Regions from separate parts of the Sus scrofa genome. Here region 1 is linked to region 2. A link is a contact called in public Hi-C data. All regions are on one chromosome and are shown on one strand. Each heading gives the region's core, a stretch centred on a gene start, on an enhancer-like site or on the middle of the called end of the contact. The rest is flanking DNA. Distances are from core to core; before and after follow the strand shown. Region 1 overlaps AGAP1 (arf-GAP with GTPase, ANK repeat and PH domain-containing protein 1). Region 2 holds the start of AGAP1 (arf-GAP with GTPase, ANK repeat and PH domain-containing protein 1).

Evidence for each region. A called contact is a pair of places that touch in the nucleus more often than the background predicts.
Region 1: a contact with region 2 is called in a Hi-C map of omental adipose tissue, with 1.7 times the contacts expected there. The contact joins the enhancer-like site here to the promoter of AGAP1 in region 2. A contact is called at or near these places in 3 of 47 Hi-C or Micro-C datasets (embryonic fibroblasts, liver and omental adipose tissue) and 1 of 2 datasets of contacts at active chromatin or transcription factors (skeletal muscle).

What each region holds. Positions count from the first base shown.
Region 1 is chr15:135,653,153-135,660,157 of Sscrofa11.1, reverse strand. AGAP1 (arf-GAP with GTPase, ANK repeat and PH domain-containing protein 1) reads right to left here. Exons shown (of 20, transcript XM_021075538.1): 5 at 6,376-6,461; 6 at 1,724-1,865. Among named protein-coding and RNA genes, the nearest start is that of AGAP1, 210 kb to the right of the region's middle. Within about 2 kb of position 1,722, at least 16 of the 83 cell types and tissues checked have an H3K27ac peak or open chromatin away from gene starts, as enhancers often do. A contact at or near this core is called in omental adipose tissue, where this site is marked.
Region 2 is chr15:135,437,394-135,444,429 of Sscrofa11.1, reverse strand. AGAP1 (arf-GAP with GTPase, ANK repeat and PH domain-containing protein 1) reads right to left here and starts at 1,990. Exons shown (of 20, transcript XM_021075538.1): 1 at 1,762-1,990. The coding sequence starts at 1,924.

The DNA of each region.
Region 1 (7,005 bases), core at 473-2,972, 220 kb before region 2:
GGGCACACTTGACAATCGGGTGCCCGCGGCTGCTCCCACGGCCTTACGGCACCTCCTCCCTGCGAGGCCTGGCACCTGACGACACAGCCTGGAGGCCGAGAAGCGGCTCTGCAGGACCTCAAAGCAGGGGCCTCAAACCCGCCACTGCCTGCTGCCCTAAACACGGCTTTGTGAGGAAGGCAACAAGGCATCCACCTGCTCCAGCCCACACTGAAAACACACCTGCTCTTTATCCAGGTGCGTCTCCAGCAGAAAGAGCCCTGAACACAAACGCCCTGACCTGATAAGGAGCTGCCCACACAGACTCTGCTCTTGCGCAGAAATGCCCTGGGCAGGCCTACAGGGAGAGCCACTTACAGGAAACCGACGGCCTCGGTTTCAAGGCAGCTTTAAGGAAGATCTGCGTTAGACCAGCTGCCCCCTATAAAATATTGATTATTAAGAATATTCCGGAGGCCAACTCAAACACGCCAATTCTGCACAGCAGAGCAGGAACTGAGGGCTTTGCACAGGCAAGCTTGTGTTTCCCTGTGACCACAAGAGGGCGCTTTGGGCCTAAAAAAAAGTCTATCCATTTTCGACTAAATCCACCTCTGCTCTGAAGGGTTCCGTCCTGAGACCACCAGCCATGATATAAATGCTAAAAAAAAAAAGGGGGGTGGGGTGGGGTGGGGCAGTGAGGTGCTCTCCATGAAAACCCAGCTCTAACAGTCCACCGCCAGCACTGAGCAGGTGTCTTTATTCCATAGTTGCTTTTTCTCCCCAAACCCACACCCGCCCCATGACGCCTTTTATCTGTGCAGATTCCTGGCAGGGCAGGGGACCAGCCAGCTCTCAGCGCCATCAGACCTGGTGCCACCACACAGCTAACTGTTCCTGCCTGTTCAAGACAGCTAATACCTCGGGGCAGACAAGGACAGAGCAGATGTGCTACTTCTAAAGGAATTAACCAAAAATAGAAGCTGAACAACCCCCTCCCCCACAAATGAAGGGATAATCCAGTGCTTCTGGACGTGATTATTTTTTCAGTTCCTCATCTCTCTGACAAAGCCGTTTTCAAGTTAGCCTTCATGGGCTTTTTTAAAAACACTCTGTGTGATCCCGTGGTTAAGCTCCCAACGGCAGACGCCAGTACAGCAGTGAACGAATCCAGGATCAAGAACCAGGGTCCTGTAAGTGAGGTCACTTTACCAAGAGGCCAGGTTTTAAATGACCTAGAAAAAACCCACAAAACATCCCCACGTGGTTAAGAGTCCATGCTCTCTGAGGGACCGGCAAGATTCAAAATAAGATCTAGAGCATAAGACATGGAGAAATAGAGCAGAAGAAAAGGAAATTCTGCAATATATCAGAAATCAATAATATCTGAACAGGGCAAAGGCAACCTCTGAGGTTGCTTATAAACGGGGTTATAACAGAGAGATTCGGGTAGCCTAATACAGAAGTCAGACTGTCTTTTTTCCTAACGTGCTGAGGGGTTGTGGGGGCACGTGTTCTGTTTTGAAGTTGCTAAGTGATTTCTTGAGAGCATCAAATCAGGCCATGTGACAATTTCAGTTGCCGGGAGGCTCCCCGTAAAAAGGGAGCCTCCAGCAGGAACTCATTTCCTCTTTAGGCCGTTTCCAAACCCCTCCCCTCTGAAAGCACGGGCCATGCGTCCACTTACTGCTCAAGCGCGGAGCCCCTGGAGGACACCCCCGCCCCGTGAGCGGCCACCACTCACCCTGGGTCCCCACGAGGACCAGAGGGATCTCGCTCGTGCTGCGGTAGTTGGCCATCCGGCTGTAGTAGTGGTAGACGGTCTGGAAGCTTATCTCGTCCTCCAAGCTGAAGACAAATATGACAGCGTCCACCCACATGGCAAACTGGGGAGAAAAGGAGGCGGGTGAGAGGGGGGCACACAGAGGGGCAGGGGCAGCCTCGGGTCCCCTTGGTGAGCACAGGATGTAAGGCTGGCAGTGCCGCCTTTGGCCGGGCCACGTCTGACGCCCAGCTTCCGCTGTCACATGCTGCCTGGAACGGGGCCCTCGGCCCCTTCCCGCCCAGGCCACGCCGTCCCCAGAGGAGAACCAGACACTCCGCCCCACGGAATGTCCACCCGCTATCCTGACTCGGAAAGCAAACCCCGCTCGCGCCCAAGCCGATCTGGACACGGGCACGGGGGGGACCCTATGGCTCCCTGTCTCCCACTCAGTCCCCCACAGAGCCCCCGGCCCAGGAGGCCTCGCCAGACCCTGAGATGCGGCCCGGCCTCTGGGCGCCCACCGCTCAGAAACCCTCCACCTCCAGGGCGACTCCTCCGTCCACACAGGAGGCCTTTGTGGTAAAGACCGCCTGCCGCCCGTGTCTTGTCGTTCTGTTTAGGGCCACACCTGCAGGTGCACCTGGGGCCTACATCCCAGCCACAGCCACAGCCACGCCAGACCTGAGCTGCATCTGCAACCTAGGCAACAGTTTGCAAGCAACACCGCATCTTAAACCCACAAGCGAGGCCAGGGATCGAACCCACATCCTCACGGACGCTATGTCAGGTTCTAAATCCACTGAGCCACAATGGGAACTCCAGCTGCCACCCATTTCTTATGGCAGCCTTGCAGGAAATTATTACTTATTGCCAGAGCCGCTCACAGAGCCGCTGCACAAGAGGAGCACCATTCGGGGGGCGGGGGGGGGGACTGAAAGGCCTGCCTCTCGTCATTTTGTTCTTGTTTCACCTGCATCCAGCTGCACTTCCACGAGAGCCTCTTTCTGGCAAATAACCATACCCTCAGGCCCCCTTATCTCGGTAACCACCTGTGAAGCTGGAGCCACGGGAACGGAGGGGCCTGGAAGCTCGGGAGCTTCCCAGAGTCACACAGGCGGCGCCAAGGAACAGTCTGGGCCCCTTCCCGTCGATGAAAGACCCAAGGGAAAATGGAAAAAATAAAAAAATCCCGCATGCTTTCTCTAAAAGAAGCTGCAGCGCCACATACGTGTTGACGGCCAAGGCTTCAGCTCTGATAAGACTGGGGGAAACGGTTGGTGGGTTAAGCTCTGACGTCCACAGATGAAAGAAAAGCATATTCAGCTAACGTGTGGAAACATCACGTAACAAACATAAAAAAACCTCAAGTTCAGATGATAAGCATGCAATTAAATAAGAAAGAGCCCCCCCCCCGCCCCAAGAACAGTAACCCTGGGATGGCTGAGCCCTCTCCAGGTGCAGGACCCAGGCTGGCACGGCCGCTCCCCCTCTTCTCTAGGAAGAAATGCAGACCAGCTCCCTTACCAAGAATGTGGACACTCCGTAAACCCCCACCCTGCACCCCAGAGGCTTCTCTACCAGCTACCAAAAAAGACCCAAAAATCCTGGCAAAGTTTGTACATCCCCCTAATACAACGCTCGTGGCCTCAAAGCCCTGCAGCATCCTTCACAAAGCTGCCCGTTACCCTTGGAGACCGTAGGATATGATCCGTGATAATGGAAACAGATCACACGTACAGGGGCCAAGGGATGGTGAGTTGCAATTAGTTCTTTTTTTTTTTTTTTTTTTTTTTTTGCTTGTTAGGGCCGCACCCGCAGCATATGGAGGTTCCCAGACTAGGGGTCGAATTGGAGCTGTAGCTGCCGGCCTACACCACAGCCACAGCAACACCAGATCCTTAACCCACTGAGAGAGAGAGGCAAGGGATCGAACCTGCAACCTCATGGTTCCTGGTTGGATTCCTTTCCGCTGCACCACGATGGGAACTCTGCAAATAGCTCTTCTTGAATGTTCAAGTTCGCTCTGCCTGGTTTTGAAAGGCTCCCTCTTGATAGCTCCCCAAAGGAGAAATCTTTTAACAAGGGAAGCTTCTAGGCTCACGACGCTTCTGCAGGAAGTATGTGCTAGAAACTCATGACCAGGGCGAGACAGAGACCTCCTGGGGCCCTGGCCCCACCCCTGGTGGTGGGCCCACCTCCTCTGTCTACGCCCTGCCGTCGCGATCTTGGCCTCCTCGGAGAAGCTGGGACGTCTCAGAGCACCGTCCCCCGGGCCGTGGGTTAAAGGAGCTGACCAACGGGGGCCAGGCTTACGGATTCAGCTCACTCCGTGTGTGCTTTGCAGGCATAGGGACAAACACACAAGAAGCCCCCCTGCTGGTCACATCCCAGGCCTTAAATTTGTTTTCCTAAAAGCAATCTTTTAATGAACTGGAGTGACCACACGGGAGGAGAATGTTATGGTATGAAATGACGTCACATGTCCTAAGCATCTGAAGTTTCGTAAAAGACGTTTACCAACGACAGCAGGGCAATGATTACCGGTGAAAACACCAGTTTCTCCGAAGGAAAATATTACCGGTGAAAAAACCCTGGGATTTTGAACGTCCCCGTGTGGAGATGCGGGAAACCCTGGACCGTGGGTTTATAACAAGAGTAAAAGCAACCTCCACCCCAAAAACATATTTTCATTACGAAACCAGCCCTCGGCGTTCCCGCCGTGGTGCAGTGGAAACAAATCTAACTAGTAACCAGGAGGTTGCGGGTTCGATCCCTGGTCTCGCTCAGTGGGTTAAGGATCCAGTGTTGCCGTGAGCTGCAATGTAGGTCGCAGATGCAGCTCGGATCTGGCGTTGCTGTTCTGTGGTGTAGGCTGGCAGCTACAGCTTCCACTGGACCCCTAGCCTGGGATCCTCCATATACCTCAGGTGTGGCCCTAAAAAGCAAGCCAGGAAGGAAAGATGCAAGGAAGAAACCAGCCCTCATTGCAATCATGGCTCATGACATCTTTGGAGGGAGGCAGTGCCTGAGCCCCTAATTCCTCCGGCTGGGGCACCCCCTCCAGCGCGGATCTGGGCTCCTTTAGAGACTGCTCTCATCACAGCTAAACCCCAGCCCAGGCAGCCTGCTCGCTGCCTGCCCACTGCTGGGTTCCGTGGAAACACCGTGTCTTTGCACCTCTCCATTCACCTGTGTCTGTCCCTGGACAGGGTCCCCAGACAAGGGCTCCTGCAGCCAGCACACCAGCCCTGACATGTGCTTCTATATGTCTCTCAACCTTCCTGTTCGATTCTTGACGTCGGAGCCAAGGCGTGCTCTTCCGGGTGAGGTTGGCCCGGTCACTCCAAACACGCAGGACCGAGAAAACCAGAAAGTCACCCTAGGTGACACCCACGTTTTCCCCGCTTCCTTCTTCTACTTCCAGCTGCCTCTGAGGAAGCCTCGTGATGAGCAGGACAGACGGCCCAGGGGCAAGGACCACCGAGAAAGAATCATTTAGCTTTTGCCACCATCAGGAACCTTCTGGCACCGTGTCAGATGTCACAGCTTGTCCTGCTTGCTTATGTAGCAACAGATTAGGAAATGCACTCCACGTGAGCTGACACGGCTTCGTCACCTATTTTTTGCTTCTTTGACAGTGTTACCACGCACCCTGTTTAGGCAAGGCTAAAACCAATCTCTCCCACGTGGACATCTCCGTAATCAAAACACTTTATGGATTGCTCTGTTTCATAGCTGGGCAGGATTTTTCTTTTAAATACTGGCATAGCTTGTAGTCAGTGGCACTTAAGACTCCCTGGAACACAGTAAATCCAAACATCTTTCTTTTGCCCCGTAGGGTAGAGACACGCTACAGCGCACACAGCTCTGGGACGTTAACCACACCCACAGGCAGCATCTTTCACTAAATAGATAATCCCATGTTGCACCTTCACCAAGAGACAAGTTCAAGAAAGAACGCCACGGCAAACTTGTAACATTAAATTCCTCTGAATGGGTCTTGACCATGACTAGCCCTTGGTTTCTTTAAAGTGTTTTGCTAGGAAATTGTCACATAAGTAAAATAATACACTGGAGACCAAGAAAACCAAAGAAAGACATTTTCCACACTCATGCTGTCTGTTCCTCCACGACACTCATTTTTCAAGGAACTTTCAAAGAAATGCCACCCAAATCATGCTATGCTGCATCCTGGGTTTTGGTGGAGAAAGACTTGGCCCAAGAAGCCCAGTGGGCAGCCGCGGACGGTGGTCAGACTTCCAAATTCCATCCAAGTTTCTAAACAGCCACAGTCCTCAGGAGATGAAACACGTACAGGAAAAGGGGAGGGGGGGGGAACTACCGAAACTTCCAGATGTCAATTCAACTGAGTTGACAAATCAGGGCAGATTCTGCTTTTCCTTCCTTCTTAAAAAGACAAAGTGAAAACCAGCCGCACGCAAACTTCCCCCTAGGATTTTGCCTGAAGGAGCAACAGAATGAGGTTCTCCTGGAGAGGAGAAAAACCTCCCTCACAGAAAACATGCTCATAGGGCCCCTCCCACCTTTTTGGGCGGGCACCTGCTGGGGGTCTGGAACCACCTGTCCTGGGGGGTGGGGGGGAGACCTTCCTGAGTGCCTGTAGTACTCACCTGTGCCTCTGGGGGGCCCCCTTCATCTCTGATCAGCAGCAGGTAGCTCTGGCCGTCCACAACGATCTCCTTCTTGAATCTGCCACCTGTGACACACACACACAGTCTTGTCACGCGGGGGAAGACAGGGCGTGAGGAGGGCACACAGACGTGGGCTTCGCTTGTGGAAAAATACACCCCAGGCTGTGGGCCTGGAGGCAGCCCTGCGTGGTTGGGGGCGGGGGGCTTCGTCTCTGTCTCCAGCAACCGCTGGATGGTGGGAGAAGGACTGAACTCAGATTTTAAAGTTCATCTTTACGAACCAGTGTTCATCTGCAGTGAGCACACACAGCCTCCACACGAAGCCAGGGGCAGGGTGGCTGGGCAAGGTGGTATATGTGAACGCAGGCTTTGTGTGTCAAGGCGGGACTTGGCTCCCCTGGGATGGCGCTGAGCCGGAGCTCGGAAACAGCACGAAACTGTCATTTCTGGGTGGGTTCACCAAACGGAACCGAATTGGCCGTGCTGAACAGGGGCCTGGTCTCCGCCACGCTGATAAATCCAGGGGCTGAGAATCTGTATTCTCCTCAAGAGAAACCCAGTTCTTGAAAGGAAAACATAGAAACAGCACGGGGATGGTGTGTCCGGGTT
Region 2 (7,036 bases), core at 741-3,240:
ACCTGGGAGCCACAGGATGTTGGGGGAGGGGGAGAGGGGTTCGAGAAGAAGGAAAAGGAAAGAAAAACGAAATCACATTCCCTTGCTGGAAAGTCAAACTGCTTCGCAGGAAGTCCTCGAGACTCCAGAGTTGGGCTTCAAGGATGGGAAACGAAAACGAGGCAGCACGAATCACACTCAGCTAGAGGTCTCTGCACGGTGACAAGGTGCTCTCAGCCAGGTGCGTTCAGTCCTTGGCACCAGCTTTCAAAGTGTTTCATCAGACTCCTGTGGATGCTGCCAGAGAGCTGCGGGCAGGCGGCTGAAACAGGCACGGTGGCCCTTGACCTGAACGGGCACAGAGCCAGAATGGGCAGCGGAGGGACATCTCTGCAAGCTCACCGGGCCATCGGCAGCCTGTGCGGGTCCCATGCCTCCCACAGTTTTGCCAGGGACACACCAGAGCCTCTGCCTCTCGAGGAATCTGGAAGCATCTTAAATTGCCAACAGGGAGGCCAGGTGCTCTGAGCGCCAGGCCCACAGAAGGCTGGAGCACCATTCAGATCCTCCCCAGGAATCAGCTGACCCCCTATGAGTGCACTCGGCCAATCAGCAACCTGGCTGGGACACCGTTCAAGTCCATGGGGGCTGCCAAATGCCAAGAGGATCAGCACCACCAAATCCACCTTCTCAGTCGAACCGGCCAAGCGTCAAACCAACTGCTCTGGGGTTAGCAGTTCAGACTGCACGGTGCCAAAGCGAAGCTTTCCCGCGGCCCCTGCCCTGTGGCTTGCAGACAGGGGGGGAGCGGGGCGAAGCTGCCTGCGGCTGGGCTTCAGACACACTTCTGCCAGGCCTGGAACCTTCTCAGTGTTCCTCAACTGCGGCTTTTGGTTAGGCCATTTCTAGGTTACGGATAACCCAGCCGTCAAACCTTTTACCGCCACTGGCCAACGACAATGAGACAATCTGGAAGCGGAGGAGCTGAGAAATAACCATGGTGACGCCAGAGAGAACAGGAGCCCAGGAGAGGCAGACCCAGGCTCCACCTCTCCTGAGGGTCACAGCCTTGCCAGACTTGCAGGAAGGGTGGGTGGGTGGCCTCCCAGGGCAGGTGTGTGAAAGTGAAACCCAGAGAGAGGGGTCTTCTAAATTGGCCCAGGACTTCTGGGAGAAAACACTCTGTAGAGGAAGCCAGCCTCTCTCTGCACAGCGGCAGGTGGACCCCCACGGGGATACGATGCTGTCTGCAGCTTGGGCTAAGTTCAGCAGCCTCCACTGTGTCCCCGAAAAAGGCAAATCCACCAAAGGAAGAGCCTGCCCACCCCACGCCCCCCAGCAGCAGCTCTTCTCAAAAAGACCTCTTCAACGTCCAGCAAGACGCTCAGCTCCCCGCCTGGTAACCTGTCACAGACCAGTGGCGCCGACCCCTCCGGCTGGCCCCAGGCCTCGACTGGACCAGATCACTCGGGTGGCCCAGGACGCGACCGCACGGAGCCACTTTCTCACTGGAGACTCTACTGCCCATTATCGCATTAGCGCCGCGATCCATCTTCCCTGGCAAGGCTGGCGGCGCGCTCGCCCGGCCCTCGGCCTCCCCCTCGGCTCTCGCCCGGCCTTGCAGGGTGAGAAGCACCGCAGTGCTCGCTCGGCCGGGCAGCCGTGTGCCAAGGCCCGGCGCGTGTGTACACACGCACGCACACGCGCGCGCGCCCCGCCGCGCCGGGGGCGCCCGCTCCCCCGCGCTCTCCAGGAGCCCCGCAGCGGCGGCTCGGCCCTCACCTTCGATGGCGATGACGTGCTCCCGGATCTGGTTCTGCAACACCGGCTCCTCCACGCGCTCCAGCAGCTCGTAGATGGAGTAGATGTTGGGGTGGACCGACTCGAAGCGCTGGATCTCGGCCCGGATGGCAGCCGAGTTGGCCAGCTGCTGCTGGTAGTTCATGGTGCAGGCGCCGCGCCCGGAGCCGCGCGCCCCCCGCCGCCGCCGCCGTCCCGCGCCCCGGGGCCCGCGGGCCGCCGAGCCTGGGGCGCCGCAGCCCCCGGGGAGCCGGGCCCGCCGCCGGCGGCGGGCGGAGGAGGCGCGAGAAGAAAGGAGCGGGCGGAGCAGGCGCGGGGCCGGCCCGCCGACTCAGTTCATGGCCGGGACGCGCGGCCAGCGAGCGAGCGGGCCCCGGCGCCCCGGGTCAGCGGGCCCCCATGGAGCGCGCCGCGGCGGGCGCGGCCGGCCCCGGAGGAGGCTCGCTCGGGCTCCTTCCTGAGCCGCAGCCGCCTTCCACCCCTAGGCGCTGCCCCGCCGAGCAGCCATTAAAGCCCAGGCAGCCGCCGCGCTCCGAGCGCTGGGGCCGAGGGCCGGCCCCCGGGCAGTGGCCGCGCCGCTCGGGATGCCCGGCCGCCGCGTGGGTCCGCGCGCTGCGTGCTGCGCCGCCCGGCGCGCCGGGGCCCCCGCGCGGAGCCCGCCGTGCGCCGTCCGCCGAGCCGGGACCGAGCCGCAGGCGCCGTGCAAGCCGCGGAGCCCTCGCCGAGCGCCGCCCGCCGCCTGCCCGGCCAGCCCCCTCCCTGGCACGCAGGGCTCAAACCCACGTCGGCCCCGCCTCCGCCAGCGCCCCGCCCGCCCGCGCGCTCGCTCGCCGCCCGCCGCCGCTGCTGCGTCCTCCGCGGCGCTTCCCAGCGCGCCGGATCCCGGGGAATTGCGCCAGGCTCCGCCCCGCGCCTGCCTCTGGGCTTCCTGGGACTTGTAGTCCGCGGCGCGCCGCGTCGGCGCTCCGCCGGGACCGCGGGGAGGGGCGCGCTCGCCGCTCGGGGCAGGCGCGGAGTTGGGGCCCGGGGGCCGAGGAGCGGGGCTCTCCCACCCGCGGAACCGTGACGCGCCCGGCTCCCGGTCCTGGCGCTCCGCTGGTCCCGGCGCTGTCCTGCTGCTGTCCCCGGGAGGCGGTGCGCCAACCCGCCCGCGTTTTTGCTTCTAAGCGGCCGGCTGCGGGAGCATTTGCGACTCGCCTTGTCCCCCGGCCGCACTTTGTTCGCTCCCCACCCCGCCCCCCATTTTTAAACTTTGTATCTCCTTTTGCGAAAGTCACACGCGTGCTTCCTCTTAATAAACTAAATTTCTTCCCGAAGGCGAAGAGCCGCCTTAGCCGTGGCGGCGTGGGTGTTCACACTCCTCGAGTGAAGTTTAGACGGGGACGCGACGTGCAGCGAAATACCACGGAAGCTCCCTTAGGCATCCTCTCCCTTTAAAATAAAAAAATAAAAATAAATAAATTGGAGGTATGGGTCTCAAGCTGCAGCCTGATCTGCGTGGGTCCCCAGCCTGCTCACCCCCACCCCAATCCCCTGTAAGCTCAGCCCGGGAATCCTGCGGAGCTGGACCGCACAGCAAGAAGGTTCCAGGCAAACGGGACTGTTGCAGACGTGCTGAGCACTGGGGCCAAGTTTATGAGCCCGGGCCTAGTCCCTGCCCTGACCTTTCCAAGCGGTTTTTTGGAAGCACTTGGTCCGCGCCCCCTGCCCCCGCAGCCCTGATCAAAGCCAGCTGAGCCTTCACCTGGCTCACCTGCCACCTGCGTGTGGCTTCTGCAGCCTGGTATCCATCTTCCCCGAGTTACACCCACTGGGCTCACAATTCCCCCAGACAAACGTGCCGATGGTCTTCAGCACCCTGAGCTCGTGCCCTCCCCCCATTCCTGATCCCTACAGCATCCCTGACACACTAATCTGCCTCTGGCTTTACTCTCAGCCTAAGTAACTGCAGTAACTGAGGTGCCCACAATGTGGCCTCATCGAATTTAACCTGTCGGCAGTCCTGGAACCCTTCTTCTCCTGGCTGCTAGAATAACATGCTCGCCAAGCTTTCCTACTACCTTTCTGGCTTCTCAGTCCCTTTTGTGATCCCCTCTGACTCCCCTAACCTCTTAAATATGGAGAGCGAGCAGCTAGGGCTCCTTTCTGGGTCTCTTCTCTTTTCTATGTGTGGGGATCTCTCTTTCGGCTTTGAATATCCTATACAGGTTCATGAACCACAAAGTCCTACCTCCAGTCCAGCCCTCACCCCTGAATCACAATTTCGTATCCAATTGCCTCTTCATCATCTCTGGGATGCCGGCTGACAATTTAAATCTAACATGTCTGGAGCTGAATTCTGGCTGCTCCCTCCCCGTGCTTCTCCTGAAATCTTTGTCCCAGCTGTGGGCAACTTCAGGCCTCCTTTCGCTCGGGCTGACATCCATCCTTGACGCCCCTCCCTCCCATACCCCAAATAGTGTCAGCACCACCTCCTCATGATCCAGAATCTCACAGCCTCTTGCCGCCCCACTGCCACCACCCTGCTGAAGGTGTGATTATCTCGCCTCTGGGTTAGTGCAGGAAATTGATCTGGAAATTGATCAAGCAGTGGATCTCCTTGCTTCTTACTTTTGCCCTTAGAGTCTGTTCTCACTAAGACAGCGCTGGTGAAACTCAGAAAACCTAAGCTGGTCGTGCCAGAGCCTCTGCTCAAAACCCTCCCGTCATTCCTGTCCCGCTCAGAGTAAATTCCACCACCTTACTCTGGCCTCCAAAGCCGTACTGGCCCTAGTGTCTAGCGGGAGCTGTGCAGGTTCTGAGCAGAACCCTACTTGTAAGCTAACAAGTTAGCCTGCAGAAGATGGAGCCTCCTGGGTGAGAAACAAAAGACGCTGGTATTCACAGCAACAGCAGTAGCTAGAGTATCAGCATTTTTGGGGGGCCGCTCTGTGACGTGTGGAAGTTCCCAGGCCGGGATTGAACCCATGCCACAGCAGCGATCTGCACCCCTGCAGTGACAATGCTGGATCTTTAACCTGCTGCGCCACAGAGAACTCCCATAGAGTGTTGGCATTTTCAGGGGCCGGTTCACGAAGCTCCAATTCCCACAGGGCCAAGAGGAATTGGGCCTGTAGGAAAGGAACCTGGAGTTTAGAGAACCCCAGTCTTTTATATGGGCAGTAACCAGTCTGCCCTTAACCATGACAGGAGACCCCATCTTCATCTCCCAAGGCTGTTTGCCCTAGGAAGCTTCTTGAAAGGATGGCAGTCCATGTCTCTGCCCTCAGACACGCAGATGCGCAGGAGACCAAGGGAGAATCGTTTCCACCAGCTCCTCGGCATGCCTCCCACCCCAGCATCTCTCCTTCCACCCCATTCTCCCCTCTTCAGCCGTGCCATCTGGCCTCCTTGCTGTTCCTTAAATACACCCACGCACACCCACCTTTTGTATTCGCCCGCCTTGCTTCCTCCATCAGGAACGCCCTCCCCGCTTCCTCACCGGCTGTTTCACTTCCTCCACGCATTTACTCCAAAGCCACCTTCAAGAGGGGCCCCCTCGGACACCCTATCCGAAAGGACACCCCTTCACCGACACTTCCTGTCTTCTATCCTCGCCGAGGCGGGTAAGCTGATGGCACCCCAAGATGCCCACATCCTCCTCCCTGAGACCCAAAAGTGTGTTGTCTTACACGGCAGAGAGGCGATGCAGGTGTGATGAAGTTAATGACGTGGAGATGAGGAGATTATCCTGGACTGTCTGGGCAGGTCCAGTGTCACCCCAGGGTCCTTATGAGAGGCGGGCATCAGGGTTAGTCCGAGATGGAGCCACGAGGATAGATGAAGAGGGGAGGGGGCGGGGGAGATCGGGAGGTGCTACTCGGCCGGCTCTGAAGATAGAAGGATGGCGCCACCAAAAGCGTAGGTGCCCCTGGAAGTTGAAACAGCCCAGACAATGGATCTCTCCTACAAGTTCCAGAAGGAACCCAGTCCTAACTCATTTCTGCCTGGTGTTCTCCAGCTAATAAATCCATGTGGTTTACACCATGAAGTGTGTGCTAATTTGTTGCAACAACAATAGGAAGTTAATACACTTGCTTAGTTTTTTCCTTGGCTCTGATCCCTGTCTGCTACAACGCATCCTTTACTTACTTATCTTGGGTTATTCTCATCCTCCTCTAGAATATGAACCCTAGGAGGGCCAGGACTGTTGTCTGCTTTGTCCCCTCTTCTGTCTCCAACACCAATAAATGCCTGACACATAGTAGGTGACCAGTGATTGCTTATTAAATGAAGGGCATTCCTGCATTAAATTGAATTCCCATGAAAACAAGGACCATCTCTCTTCTGCATGGTCCTTGGTCACTGTAAGGGCAATAAATATTCAATAAGTTAATAAATTAACAAATGTCAGAGATGAATTAATATCAAATAACAATCGGGCTCCCCTCTCAAGCTACCACGCGTGTAGTAGGGGTTCAATAAATATTAGCAGGACCGAAATGAACATCGGTTTTTCTAGTGACGTGAGGCCCAGTGGTATTTGCCTGGAGGCTACTGCAGGTTATACAGCCAAGAATTCTGGCCGCTTTTGATATGATAGTCCTTCTGGGGACTTTAATTTGTGAGTGAAACTTTACCGTGAGAGCAAGCTGGCTCTTGCAGTGAAGAGGTGAATTTCTTCTGTCTCTAGAAGTATCAAGGACTAGCCGGACGATTACCCCATTCACTCGTTTATTCACTCAGTCTCTCGTTTATTCACTCATTCTCTCATTTAATCACTCATTCTCTCATTTATTCATTCAACAAAGTTTTTTGGGTTTTGTTTATCATCTGCTACCTCCTAGACAGGGTGCTACATTCTAAAAATGGAAAGACAAAAAAGATGAAGAGTTTCTGCTGTAGCACAATGGGATCAGTGGCATCTTTGGAGCACTGGGACGCAGGTTTGATTCCCAGCCCAGTGAGTTAAGGATACTGCATTGCCAGAGCTGGGGCTTAGGTCAAGACTGCTGCTCAGATCTGATCCCTGGCCCAGGGAACTGCAAATGTCATGGGACAGCCAAAAAAAAAAAAAAAGAAGGAAAGAAGGAAAGAAGGAAAGAAAGAAAGAAGGAAAGAAAGAAAGAAAGAAAGAAAGAAAGAAAGAAAGAAAGAAAGAAAGAAAGAAAGAAAGAAAGAAAGAAAGGAAAGAAAGATGCCATATGTTAGGGAGCCTCCAGTCCAGGGGACTATTTGTAGAAGAGGCATTGCTTTAGGGCTCAATTTCTGAATCTAA